Regions from separate parts of the Triticum aestivum genome. Here region 1 is linked to region 2. Evidence: chromatin contacts called from public Hi-C data. All regions are on one chromosome and are shown on one strand. Each heading gives the region's core, a stretch centred on a gene start, on an enhancer-like site or on the middle of the called end of the contact. The rest is flanking DNA. Distances are from core to core; before and after follow the strand shown.

Region 1 (2,832 bases), core at 235-2,734, 460 kb before region 2:
AATTTCCTGCATGCATTTACCTCCCTTTGTATTCCGCCTGCTCTTGCCGTACCTTATACCGAACCCCATTTCCCAGGAATAGAGGTTATAAAAATCATATGCCTCTGTAATCGAATCAAAGCAGGTCCCCACTGTTGGATTAACAACAACATCAGTCTGCCTCTCCGCGAAGCCAGTCAATGCCTTCTCTAGCGCACTTACTCGCTGGGCATCTGGTTCCCGTTCATCTGGGATACGGCCTCGCCTAACCCTGAGTCCAATAAGAAGCAAGAGTTATGGCTTTGTTGCATGTTGATACAGCATTAAGCACTTTCTCATTGCAATGCCATAGAATCCTACATCGGTGTGCATCGTCGAATTTTCTAAAAATAATTCAAACCACTAGGGATGGGGGCAACCAAGTGGGCCTGTTGATATTTGTTGAGCAGCAATTCGTCAGATAGAACGGAACAAATAGGATGCGCTAGTATTCCTGGTTTCATATGCATCATGGTTTGTGGCAACCAATCAACTTTGCTACTTACAAACATAAACAGTAATACCGAAGAATACAGAACACAGACACCTTCCACAACTAGTTCCACAACGAGTAACAACGAACAATATATCCAGTGGACTTGGAATGTGCAGCGGCCTCAAGGTCAACCTTGGCATACCTGCGGTTCCAGCCCCCGCCGGCTTCAGCGCCTACGTCTGCAGGTGCGGGAGGCCCACCGGCTTCAGCGCCTACGTCTGCAGGTGCGGGAGGGGCATCGCAGCGCTGACCGGCTTGCTCCGCTTCCTGAGATCTCAACTGCATTTCTGAGGCAGAGGGATCCTGTTGCGCACAGCTCTTCCCAGCGTTCTCCACCTGCTCCAAATCCACACGCTTTTCCGATGTACATGCTCCACTGATACCACAGGCAGAGGAATCTTGTTGGCTGCGCTCCTCCGGATTCCGCCAACCGAAAGCTCGGTTCACCACATCAATAGCAAAATCCTGACCCGGGAAAGCTCTCCTTACCGCCTCCATGGCGTCCTCCCCGAGCCCGAGTGCCAGGGGCGCGCCCGACCTGTGCCAAAATGAAATAAGCAAAATGGGGAATAAAGGCAAAGGAATCACTCATGCAATGCCATGTGCTAACCTCGGTTCCTCCTCGACGGAGAACTCCATTGCCCTAATTCACTCTCAGTGCAGATGGATGGAGACGAGGACGAAGGGGATATGTGGTGCAAAGAGAAGTTACAGCGGCCGGCGAGGGTTTGGGGGAGCGTCCTCGGTAGGGGGGCGCCGGGTTTGAGCAGAACGCCTTCTGCGCTGCAGTCAGCACGGGCACTGGCGGCGCTGCCTTAGGAGGCGGAAGCTAACGCCGACAGCGGGCCAAGACGCCGGCGGCGAAGTGGTTCGCCTCATCGGCGGGCGGAGAACAGTCGACGAGGGTTTGCGGGGGTGCAGCCGGGGTGGGTCGCTGCGGCAGAAAACGACCGAGGCTCGTGGCTGGGTCCGGTCCGGTAGCTTAGATGGGCCGATGCCCGTCTTATTCAGAGCATTTCCAGTATTGAAATTTGTGTGTACTTTGTTTTCAAAATTAACCATATCATCACCCAATAATCAATAAGTTTTTTTGGCGAGAATAGAAAACCGAGTGGCAGATGTGGTGAGCAATCCTCAAATCATTATAAAAATGTTTGTAGCTTAAAGCTTGTAGTTACCGATGCGTCCAACTCTTAATATATTTTTGAAAGACTTGTGCAAGGCCTCGTTTGTTTGGGCTTTTACTTCAGCCTTTCCAACTTTTCCATTTTAACAAAAAAAAAACCCACAAAAGCTCCTAATAGGGGCTTTTTAAGTGGAAAAGCTGAAGCAAAACCCCAAACAAACAGGGTCTTAGTTGCACACATGTTAATAGTGTTCTCGCTCGACATTTTTTTCTATCACATCATCACATATTCTCCGTGACAAACTTTAATAACGCTTACCATATTGAGATGCTCCCATCATGGATCCATTGTTAAGACATCATATTGTACCTCAAGGGATTAGACCTTTTCACTTGAGCACGAATGATTTCTTGCAATGCTGATTGTCAATGGAGTTCGAGGCAGAGTCGGTAACGAGATAATGGGACGGAATGAGTTGCTAGTGAAGATGGCATGACAATGAAAATGGAAAGGAGTGTAAAAACCTCGTTGGAGTGGTAAAAAACATGAGAAAGGGTTGACAAAGCCAATAGAGGAAACAACGCAAAAGCAGTTAGGGGTTAGGGTTGAAAATTGTTAAGAGTGTGAGCTGATCATCCATTGGAAGGCTTGATTCAACAACAACGGACCTCTTGATATGATTAAGATGAATTACTACGTATTTGGTGCTTCTAATTTATTGCAAATAATAAAATGGAAACATGTGTCAAAAGAAATATTTAGCTGAAGCATTTGACGTACATAGTAGATCCAATAAAAAATAGTTTTGGAAAGTTCAACCAAAACATGTCAACATTATGTCTAGTTTCCCCGCGACAACAAATACATCAATGTTTTTTACATTTTAATACACTAGCAAAATTACTGTAATTTACATTTTTTCTCTAAAAGCAAAATAAATTACTCGTGGTGCATCCATCCCCATGTGGAAACACTCAATGCTTCTTGGGGCACACAGACACACGCATATTGTTCAAGATCCGCTATGGGTGCCTGCTACTTGTGTGACGCCCCAACACCGACGCTCCAGTTGCCTTCCATGTTTTGCGTGCCAGCTGTGTTATTTGTTTGTTTGTTGCATTTCATCATGTCATCATTTGCATTGCATCGGCACTCTGTTGCCGTCATGTTTTAAAACTTACATTCGTTCGT
Region 2 (2,700 bases), core at 79-2,578:
GATCCCTAGTACTCCATGTGAAAAGCCATCCTCATGTATGTGAAAGTTTTATGTTATCTATAAAAAGAAAAAGTTCATACAGAAACTTGGAATCGATATAGCTAACCATAAATATTAGTTTGGAACTGCATTAACCACATTTATAAGAAAACCAAGTAAATCTAACTGAAGTGTGTTTAAGCATCAAACAGTTGCAAAGCACGGCGTACCCAAAAGCATCAAGCGGCTACATTGAGCATTACAATTGCATAAGGAATCTCCAGCAAATCAGTGGGAAGAAGTCTCAATTCAGTCATGGGGTCTAACAAACAAATAATGAGTGGGTGGCCACCAATGTTTATTGCATGGAACTACTTGCAAAATTTTCCTCTGCTGCATGGACGGAACCAATCTTACATTTAGTTCTGAAACCAATAGCAGATCAAAAAATTATAAGATATAACATTAGATCACATTATGAACATGTAATAATTCTTTAAACATCAAAGCACTGACCTGGGCTTCTAGAGCCGATTCTTATCAGATAAGCAATGAAAGAACGTATATATTGAAATGTTTGCCACATTCTGCTATAAATATAACAGGGTGCATTTTGCCAAGGCATGGACAGGGTACAAATCAAAATCACACTGTATAATTTAAAATGATATATGTTGCCTTATGTCCAAGTGAAAGAGCATCTCCAATGCTGAAAATGCATGGAAAATCAGAGACATATATTAGCAATGAAGCATTTTTGTGAGACGGATGGGAAATAGTAAATCAAAATTGCATTAACAATCTAAAATGATATCTTCTACCTTATGTCCAAGTGAAAGAGCATCTCCATGAAGTCCATGTGGGAGCACATAGAGCTTATAAGCCTGGACCAGAGAGTGTCGAAGGTGTGTGGAGCAGATGTTGCAAATTATAGAGTAGGGACTGGGAAGTGACCGGAAAGGCAAAACCGGAACGACCTGCCACACAGAGATGATGCGCTAGCCCCAAACGTGGAGTAAATTTGGAAGTCATGTTTACTGATTGAGTCGAATTCCCCACCTCTCATCCTCACCGACGGCAACGGCAGGCGCATAGCAAAAACGTTCCGACGCCTCAGCAGTTGTGCACTTCCTCGACGATCCGGGATTCTGGTATCCAGCTCCGGCAACGGAACGGCGATCTCTCCTGTGTCCCCACAATCAAAGAGACATCGGAAGGCGACAAAAACCGGCTGGCATGCGGGTGCAGATTCAGAGCAGAGCAATGGGGTGCAACAACGGCATACCGTCCACGACGATGTGGGTGCTCGGCAACAGAACCGCGTCGCGACCCATACGGAGAAGCAGCGATGGTGCGAGAAGTTGGTAGCAGAGATAGGTTTGTATACGGAAGGCCGTGGTCGCGCCGTTTAATCTAGCCTTTTCTTTTGGTAATAACAGAGGGCGAAGTAATGAGGCGCGATGAACGTTGCAGTTTCATGTGCATTTGCGCCAGGGAGATATTCAGCCGTGGCAGCGGAAGAGATAACAGCGAGGATGATTCATGGTTCACATCGGAGAAGATGGTGACCGTGAGTGACCTAGTGCGGCGGTTGACCCCCATGGGCTATACAGCCCACATGCCTAACATTGAATCAAGGCCCATGTGCGGCAGCAGCAAACACAGCCCACATACAGCTCAGGCAACCCACGTGCAGTCCAATCGTTGGAAGTCGGGGAAGGCAGCGAGAGTTAGCGCACGACAGCTGATTGCGTTCATAGTTGATGGAATGGCTAATAATAATTCAGGTGACGTGGCTGCGCGCGAAGCGAGGAAAATCAGGTAATGGGGGCTCCTATTTAGATATAGAAGATAGGACAATTTTTATCTACCACCGGTGGTAGTTACCACCATTTAAGTTTTGTATGTTGTATGTAGTATTTATCAAATCGGAGAGTATGTACGCATAGTATGTAGTATATAAAAATGTTAAGGTAGTATATATACTACTTTTTTGTATATATCGTATTTTGAGTATGCTCCTTTTTACGTACAAATATGTACGTATTTCACAAATATAGTAAAAACATGGATCAACTTGCAATTTTTTCATGTAACTCACTTTAGAGTATCTTATATATAGTATATGAACATACTTATAATGATGAAGTAGAATATATACTACCGGTAGTATATATGACATGTGGGGTAACTACCACCGGGTGGTAGGATGGATTTTCCCTATATATATTGGGTGGGTCGGCTCCTCTACAGTAATGTTATTACTGTACGCATGTTGTTGCTCTCAAAATCCACCGTCGGTTTCAATCCAAAGGCTCTCTTTGGTCTGCCTTAATTATGTTATTAATCAAAAACAAAAATTGTAACGACGTCGGAAGAACGGCGGTCCTCCGGCTGGCCGCGCCGGCCAGCTCAGCTGTCAGCGTGCATGTGAAATTGAAACGCACGGCGCCGTCGCGGCCGGAGGCCAGGAGCTCGCCGGCCTTGTAAATGGCTTGCATGACCGGAGCATAAGTTCCTCAAGGAAACCATCTTGAGTTCTTGTAGCCCTACGATTGTTGTCTGGGGCTACCATGGAGAAGAAAGCTAGCTGGTTAATAAATGGAGGATGAATACATGTCTCGATGCAAGAATTACTTGGTCGATGCATGAATTACTTAGCATTGATCTAACAAATGCTGCAGGTATGGTGACGGTATCCTGTTTCGGTAGCCGCGTGAC

Evidence for each region. Hi-C and Micro-C count contacts between places; a contact is called where the count stands out from the background.
Region 1: a Hi-C map of leaf shows a contact between it and region 2, with 5 times the contacts expected there. The contact joins the promoter of LOC123120329 here to the promoter of LOC123120456 in region 2. A contact is called at or near these places in 2 of 5 Hi-C or Micro-C datasets (both in leaf).

The regions. Positions count from the first base shown.
Region 1 is chr5D:230,985,569-230,988,400 of IWGSC CS RefSeq v2.1, reverse strand. It overlaps LOC123120329, which reads right to left and starts at 1,484. Exons shown (of 4, transcript XM_044540299.1): 1 at 1,125-1,484; 2 at 657-1,052; 3 at 1-250. The coding sequence starts at 1,153.
Region 2 is chr5D:230,528,080-230,530,779 of IWGSC CS RefSeq v2.1, reverse strand. It overlaps LOC123120456 (WAS/WASL-interacting protein family member 1), which reads left to right and starts at 1,328. Exons shown (of 6, transcript XM_044540450.1): 1 at 1,328-1,356; 2 at 1,474-1,549; 3 at 1,767-1,800; 4 at 2,664-2,700. The coding sequence starts at 1,328.